Linked DNA regions of Mus musculus: regions 2 and 3 are each linked to region 1. Evidence: chromatin contacts called from public HiCAR-type and promoter capture Hi-C data. All regions are on one chromosome and are shown on one strand. Each heading gives the region's core, a stretch centred on a gene start, on an enhancer-like site or on the middle of the called end of the contact. The rest is flanking DNA. Distances are from core to core; before and after follow the strand shown.

Region 1 (2,695 bases), core at 138-2,637:
AGAAACTGCCTTGGGGTATCTGCCTGTAAGCAGGGAGGGGTTGGTCATGGCCACAGTCTTTCTCCTCTCCCTTGGCAGCCCCTGGAAAGGAGCGGGTCTCTCCCTCCTCACACACCAAGCAGAAAAGTCAAATGACTTGAAGAAAGCAGCTCTGCTAGAACCAGAACGAGACACACACTTTCCACTAAAACAGTGTTGTACAACAGAAGAGATTTACCCTCAGACCACGGTCCCAGGAACGCAGGCAAGGTTCTGCCTCCTCTGGCTCTCCGTTCTTACTGGCTCCGGCTTTGGGAGGCTCTCACATTCTTCTGGAGATCTGCTCCTTCCTCCTTCCTCTCTCCTCCCGGGCCACCGCGTCTTCAAGAATCCAGAAAATTCAAGAGGGGCAAAGAGAATAACAGCAGAGTCCTGAACCAATTCCAAGGGTGGATGTGTCCGGCCTCCAAAAGAGCCAGGCCAGGAAAACAAGGGCCAAAGCTTGCACAACCGGCTGAAAACTACTCGACCCAGGGGGTGCGACCCCGTCTCGCTAGCTCTGGTGCCCTCTTCCCGCCCTGCAAATGGCCAGCCCCCGCCCCCAGATAACAAGGGGGGGCGCGACAAGCAGCGCAAAGAACTTCTGGCCTCTTTCACTCAGTGCCTCTTTTGTTTGCCTAATTCCTCGGCAGTTTCAGAGTATGAAGCTGACCCGGATCAGAGTCTCAGAACCCCTGTCCAGAAGTAACGCTAGGAGAAACCTCCACCATCACCACCCCCCGCCCCTGATGTGCCCCGGAACACTCAACAGCAGTCAGTAGATAGAGCTCTGTCGAACAGATGGCGTAGTCGGGTGTTTGTCAGTCCGTCCGTAGGTTCGTTCTCCGCGATGCCCTCTGGATCCGACCCGAGAGGGACTAGCTGAGCCCCAGCTTCTTGCCTCTTTGCCCCTCACTCGCAGCCCTTCAGCGCTGCCAGCAGGAAGCCAAGTCCAAAACAAACATTCACCCTCCCTTCAAAAAACTAAAAAGAAAAAGAAAAAAGAAAAAGAAAGAAAGAAAAGAGAAGGGGGGAGGAGTCCAGGAGATGGCGTTCCGAGGAAGGAGGCTAAAGCAGTAGGGGAGGTGAGGGGTGGAGAGAGAGGGAGGGAGGTATGAGGGAGGGAAAGCAGGCTACGGAATTCAACAAACTCTACCGCACTTCCGTGCGTCCTGGCCGGTCAGGGACCGCACAGCTCCGCCCTCCCGCGGCCAGGGTGCCACCGCCGGCCTTCCGCTCACTTTCCTTCTGGCGGGCGCCCTCCCTCTCTCCGGTTCAGTCCCGGTGGCCGGGATCCAGGAAATGGACCCGGGAGTCGGGGAGCTGCGAGCTTTCAGCAGCCCAGTTGCCGGCGCCCAGAGCCGCTTCTCGCTCGGATTGGATCGCCGCGTGGGGGAGCTCGCCAGCCGCCTTCGAGCTTCGCCTCCTGGACTTGGTCATCCATCTGCCTTTTCCGTGACGCAAGTGCAGGAAAACTCCGAAAGTTTGCGGAGCGCAGTGGCAAGGAGGGAGCTATAAAGGCTAGGAGAACCGCCTCGGCTGCAGGGGAGCAGAGCTGCGGACTCCCTTTTCCCAACCTCCTTTCCCGCCACGCGTACTTCGATCTGTCTAGGGGCTAACACAGCTCCCGGGTTGTTCTCAGATGGTGTAGGCAGCAAATTGTGACCCTGGTATCCCGCAGGTGATAACCGATGCTGTAAGCAAGATAGGGAGAGGAGCCCTCCTGCCTTCCGCAGCTCCCAGAGTGTGGGGGTGGGGTGCCAAAGACCATGTAACTTCTTCAGTGACAAGTTGCAAGTTTAGGCACAGGCGGGTTCTGGGTTGCTTTGTCCTTTCGCGGGAGCCAGATCTTCCTTCCAGGCCAGCAGCAAATAGCAAGGAGAGAGGAGTGGTCTGGTAAATAGCCTTTAGGCTTCCAGGATTCGACCCTCCACATTAGGCAAAACTAGGTGTACTAAAGACAGGAGTTGTGCTGAACTCTGGAGCGAATATAACAGCTGGATTGCTGCTGTGGTTTTTAATTCACACTGTCTGTCCCATCATTAAGTTTATATTCCAAACAACAAATTAACCGAAACTAAGATTATCGTCTGGAAGGTCATAAGTATCTTCACAGAGAAGCAAGATGTTCCAGCCTAGTGTGGCCAGTGTCGTGCAAAATGCTTGGGAAGGCACTGATCCCAGCCTAAGTGGAACACATATCAAGAACCTTCCAAGCCGTGGTCACCCATTCCTTCAGTCCCAGCACTAACAGAGACAGGCAGATCTCATGAGTTTGAGGCCAGCCTGGTCTACAAAATGAGTTCCAGAAAGCTAGGGATACATAGAAAACCCCTGCCTCTCTGTCTTGTCTCTGTCTGTCTCTCTTTGTTTTTCTCTCTCTGTCACACACACACACACACACACACACACACACACACACACACACACGCACGCACACACACACACCTCCTCTTCCTCTTGGAGCCCTAGAGCCTTATTTACCCAATCTTGCTAGGGCTTCCTACCTCCAGGTTACTATTGTTCTTACTTATTGCTGATTAACTGGTATAAAGTAGTGCTGCTGAAGGTTGGGACATTTGGCTGTTTTGAGGGTCATGACTCCTAGACCTCTGACTCCAAAACTCATAAACTTTGACTCCCTATGAAGGATAACAGCTGGTCGTGATGACACACA
Region 2 (2,695 bases), core at 93-2,592, 2.6 Mb after region 1:
CCCAAGAATGGATTGAGTCACCAGTTCATCATCTATTCTATAATCACAGTGTACTTGGTGAAATCCTCTGGTACTCGGGTCTCTGCAACCACCATGGCTGGCAGAGCCGTGATCTGCGGGAATCAAGAAGGTAGTTCAGTTCAACATGACTAAGGAGGAAGGACACACAACATCGCACACAAGCAACACGTATGCCCACATGTTAGCATACACACATGTACTTCCACACACTTAACATGCTGCCCCAAACACAGAGTCCAGAGGCTGGGGGTGTGCTTAGGTTGTAGTACAGACAGTAGAGCATTTGTCTTCCTATCATGCACGAGCCCTGGTTTCAGACCCCATGACTGTGTATCAGGTGTACTAGGCATAATCTACCTGTAAACCTAGCACCCAGGAGATGGACGCTAGAGAGTTTGAAGTTCAAGGTCATCCTCAGCTGTACAGCAGCCAGCCTGGGCTTCATGAGACTCCTAAAGCTTTGTTTTTAAAAGATGACTGCAAGGGCTGGTGAGATGGCTCAGTGGGTAAGAGCACCCGACTGCTCTTCCGAAGGTCCGGAGTTCAAATCCCAGCAACCACATGGTGGCTCACAACCATCCGTAACGCCCTCTTCTGGAGTGTCTGAAGACAGCTACAGTGTACTTACATATAATAAATAAATAAATCTTTAAAAAAAAAGAAAAAAAAAAGATCACTGCAAGCCTTAAGACTATGGTTATGGAAATTGCCATGTTCTGGGATACCAAGTCTAGCACAATTAATGAGCAAAGTGGAAGTTCTCTCTCTTTTCTTCCACTGTTCCTCCTGCTCACTTCAGGGTTGAAGATTGAACCTGCGTTCTCAATCATGCTAATAAAGTTATCTAGCACTGAGCTTCACCTCTAGCTAAGAGAAATTTTCATAAATTCTTCTCAGTTATAGAAGTAAACATGGCTTCTGCACTTACAACAGCAGTCTTTCTGGCTTGACCTACTGAACACTCGGGTTACAGGCTTTTGCTAACACACCGGGTTCTGGCACTCACTAGATAGCCCGCACTGGCCATAGACTTACAGGAATCCTCCTGCCTTTCCCTCACTAATTCTGGTATCACAACTAGGAATCACCACAAACAATTTTTCAACACTTTGGGACGTCTTTCAATTGCTCCATGTTGAGACCCCTGGGGCTGATTACTTAAAGACTGCTCAAGTGCGCTTTCACACAGTTGACACTGCAAATTGGATTCTCATTTTCCTTCTTCCCGTATCCTCCGGGCTAGTTCTCCATGCCCTGGGGCGGTGCCTGTCCCTCCCAGCCCATCCCTTGGGTTTGGGTTACAGAGGCTTGGCCAGGGCGGGGATCGATCCTTCACCGCCCACCCGGTCGGGAGCTGCAGAATCCTTTGCTTACGGATCTCTGAGATCGAGCCCGCCTTGCTTCCCTCCCGTTCACGTGACCCTCCGATTGTCACGCGGGCGCCGCTCAGCTGACCGGGGCTCACGTGGGCTCAGCCTGCTGGAAGGGGAGCTGGCCGGTGGGCCATGGCCGGCTGCAGGCTCTGGGTTTCGCTGCTGCTGGCGGCGGCGTTGGCTTGCTTGGCCACGGCACTGTGGCCGTGGCCCCAGTACATCCAAACCTACCACCGGCGCTACACCCTGTACCCCAACAACTTCCAGTTCCGGTACCATGTCAGTTCGGCCGCGCAGGCGGGCTGCGTCGTCCTCGACGAGGCCTTTCGACGCTACCGTAACCTGCTCTTCGGTTCCGGCTCTTGGCCCCGACCCAGCTTCTCAAGTGAGTCACTGCCCGGTTCTTCCCTCCGAAGGAGCCGCCTTCCGTGCGTGGGTCAGCCCCGGCCCGGCTCCCAGACACCCTCCCGTTGGCCTCTGCACAGCCCAGTCAGTCACCTCCCACGCGTTTCTCCCCTTGCTTTCTCTATCCAGCTAGCTGGCCTCCCCAGCCCAGCCCCTATCCCGAGCACCCCTTCATTGATGTGACTTCTTGGGGTCTCAGTTTATCCCTAATCCTCCTTTTGAGAACTGCATTTAGGTTTTCTTTCTTTCTTTCTTTCTTTCTTTCTTTCTTTCTTTCTTTCTTAAGAAATGCCTACTGTAGGGCCACAGTTCAATCAGGCTGTTAGAATATTGACAATATGTTGGCAATAGACATTTAAAATGATCCTTTATAGAACATGCTCAAGTGGCATAGGGTCCCTGTGAGGCAGTGACCAGGGCTGCAGAACTGAGCCCAGCATGTGTCTGGCACATAACTTGGTTAGTAAAAGTGTGAGAGGAATCAGAACACAAGGCAGAGAGCTTCCGGAGACATAGGCAGACGATTCCAAATCATCTGTTGAAAGTGAAGACCCTGTCATCCCGCAAGGCATCTCCATCATCCTTACTGTTTCCAAAGATCCTCAAAAGAGAAGATGAGCTGCAGGTTTTCGGATTTGGCGTAGACTCTGGTTTGGAGGAAGCTGGAGGAGCAGGGATCTTATAGTCTCAACCCAGACCCCTTCTGTCACAGAGTTGGAAATGGAAAATGCATCTTGAAATAGAGGAGAGACACAGCTAAGGTCAGGCAGCTGGGCTGGGAAGGATTAACCATCAAACCTCTATTCTCTCAGTTGGTAAAGTGCAATGCAACGAGGCTTGAATACCCTGCTGCATCTCATAAGAGCTGTCTCGACGGCACACAGACTTGGGGATGG
Region 3 (2,695 bases), core at 75-2,574, 2.4 Mb before region 1:
GCCAGAGGAAAGGAGATGTGGGGCTCTCGTGTTTCATGGCTCTCCTTCCCCTGGCAGGGTCTAGCTGGGCCCTGGCAAAGGATCAGAACTCAACACTGGACTGGGTCTGACCCAATGCCGGGCTGGTCCTAATGGGGATGCAGGCTCCCCACTCTCCCCAGACCACTCTTCTCTCCTGGGTTTGGGCTATTTTGCCTGCATCTACCTCCACTTAAAACGCCTCCTTCCAGAACTTTCTGGCAGAAAAAAAAATCCTGACTTCCCAAGTCCTCATGCAAGCTCTGCACTCTTTCTGAACCTTCTAGTCAAACCAAGAGCTATTGACCTCCCCTGTCCACTAGAGCTCTTCTCAATACATATCCTATCACTTGGGTCACACTGGAGGTAACCGCTCCACGCTAACTGAATATTCACAAAAGTTGCACACATCTAAGATAGGAATACATATGACATAACACTCCTAACCTATTAGGCGATAAAAAGAAGACTCCACAGCTGTTGTTCCCTGAAAGTCCGGAGACATTACATGGTGAGCTAAAGCAACTGAGCAAGACTCTGGGCCAGCCCGGAGATAAGGTTCCCTCGCATACCTACAGAAAAGTTTTCACATGGCTGGGGGCTGTGAGATCATTGATATGGACAGCTAGCTCTGAACTTGGAAGAATCCGGGGTGAAAGGGCTACTAGGATCACAAAATAGGTTAAGAGATGTGGGTACGTAGTTATATAAACAACACACCCCAACCTGTAACCTGCATTTGGGGCCTCTTGTCCTCCCCCTACACCAAGCCCTTTCTGGGATGAGGGTCATGCCCAGTGGGCTGGAAGAAATGACTGGGGTCTAGCTTGGGAGGGCAGAAAGAAGGTCAATAAGGAAGAGAAGACGGGGTGGGTGAGGCGCATCTGACAGAATACTCTAACTGGAATGTTCTAACATTCCCGGGCCTGGGAAACTGAGGCTCGTCAAGGGGAAGTCATCCACCTAAGGCGACGCTGCGCGCTGAAGGTAGCGGCAGGGTTTGAACCTCTGTGAGTCCGCTTTTGCGAGGCCTGGGAAAAGGACAAAAAGGAGGACTACAGGGGCCGCGGCGCGCCGGCTTCACCTGGTAGTTGTCCAGCTGCTCTTCAGTGAAGATGGTCTGCTTGTTCCCCATGGTGACCGCGATGGTATGGGTGGCCGCGGCGTCGTCTCTCGCCCTTTCGAGTGCTGCTTCCCATCGGCGGCGTCTGGAGCCCCGAGCCCGGTGCCCGCGGCCCTTGCCAGCCCGGGAGCGGGCAGCGTCGCCAGCCTAGCCTGGCCCGCTCCGCTGGGTCCCGCAGTTCAGTGGGAGGGGTGCAGGGGCTGGGAGGCAAAGGCGGGGCCGGGGGCGGGGCGGGCCTAGGCGGGGGCGGGGGCCGGATTGGGGCGGAGGCGCAGCCTGGTGGAAGGAGGCGGGGCCCGAGAGGTGACTTCTCCCTGGAGACAGAGGCCTGCTCAGTCTATGCTGCTGCAGCACACTGAGGTGGCCAAGCGGTGGCCTCATAGGGCCGCCTGACTACTGGACACTGAGTGCGCCTCCCGTTCCAACCAGCACACTGACTGGCACCCCGGGTCGGTCCTGGCGATTGTGAGCCTGAAAATCCCATGGATTAGTGTGGTAGAACAGGCACAATCCTCCGGCCTCTGATCCTAGACTGAGAATAGGTGTGTTGTTGAGCTTGCGGGATTACCCAAGTCAGGTCCATCCTCAAAAAGCCGACATACACGCAGTCAAACACTCAAATCATAAAATAACTTTTTAAAAAAGGAAACAGACGAAGCAAACTCTACCTCAGCAGAGGAATGGGCTCTGGTAACAATAGGTTACACTACTCAGTTGGTTCAAGACCTTAAGGAAAGTAACTAGATCACTCCCTACATCCACTCTGCTAAGTGAGGCCTTCACGAAATTTAATAATGCAGGCAGGGTAGAGGAGGTTAACCAATACCCTCCTAAACGATTGGCTATCTTCAGCCGCCCCATCAAGGTGACCGCTAGGAAAAGCCCTCCAGACACACGGAAGTTCAGGAGTCCTGGCAACTCTGGGACCTATCAGTGGCCCACAAGGAAGGCTACTAGCAATGGAGTTGTCCTTACTGTCTATTCTTGGGACAGCTGGGCTGCATGAAACCTGAGTCAAAGGCTCCTGGTGGCTCCGCTGGGAGGCAAGTCCATCATGGGCTGCCAAAACTGAGATTAGCTACATGAGTATGGTCTCCTGTAATCCCAGCCCTCGAGACAGAGGCAGGAAGATCAGAAGTTCAGGGTTATCCTTAGCTGATTCAGGCCAACTTGTAGTACATGAGACTATATCTCAGAAAACAGAATATAGTAACTAAAAGCAATTTAGCTGAGAAATAGTGTAGTGGCAGAGAGCTAGCCTAACATTCATGAGGCCCTGGGTTCAGTCCCTAGCACCACCAAAAAAAAAAACAAACAAAAGCGACATACCAGTATTGTCCAGTTTTGCCTGGCTTACATCACTTTGGGGCCGTGTTGTTCTACTCTTTTTTTTTTTTTTTTTTTTTTAATGAGTACACCATTGCTCTCTTCAGACACACCAGAAGAGGGCATCAGATCCCATTACAGATGGTTGTGAGACACCATGTGGTTTCTAGGAATTGAACTCAGAACCTCTGGAAGAGTAGTCAGTGCTCTTAACTGCTGAGCCATCAC

Evidence for each region. Promoter capture Hi-C pulls out the DNA fragments that hold promoters and counts their contacts. HiCAR-type assays count read pairs that join an accessible place to other places.
Region 2: a contact with region 1 is called in a promoter capture Hi-C map of pre-B cells, with 2.5 times the contacts expected there. The contact joins the promoter of Hexa here to the promoter of Snx33 in region 1.
Region 3: a HiCAR-type map of astrocytes shows a contact between it and region 1, with 4 times the contacts expected there. The contact joins the promoter of Cib2 here to the promoter of Snx33 in region 1. A contact is called at or near these places in 1 of 39 promoter capture datasets (hippocampal neurons) and 1 of 115 datasets of contacts at active chromatin or transcription factors (astrocytes).

Annotation. Positions count from the first base shown.
Region 1 is chr9:56,926,984-56,929,678 of GRCm38.p6, forward strand. It overlaps Snx33 (sorting nexin 33), which reads right to left and starts at 1,388. Exons shown (of 2, transcript NM_175483.5): 1 at 1-1,388.
Region 2 is chr9:59,538,198-59,540,892 of GRCm38.p6, forward strand. It overlaps Hexa (hexosaminidase A), which reads left to right and starts at 1,343. Exons shown (of 14, transcript NM_010421.5): 1 at 1,343-1,779. The coding sequence starts at 1,527. It also overlaps a transcript of Tmem202 not described here.
Region 3 is chr9:54,558,866-54,561,560 of GRCm38.p6, forward strand. It overlaps Cib2 (calcium and integrin binding family member 2), which reads right to left and starts at 1,325. Exons shown (of 6, transcript NM_019686.6): 1 at 1,103-1,325. The coding sequence starts at 1,153.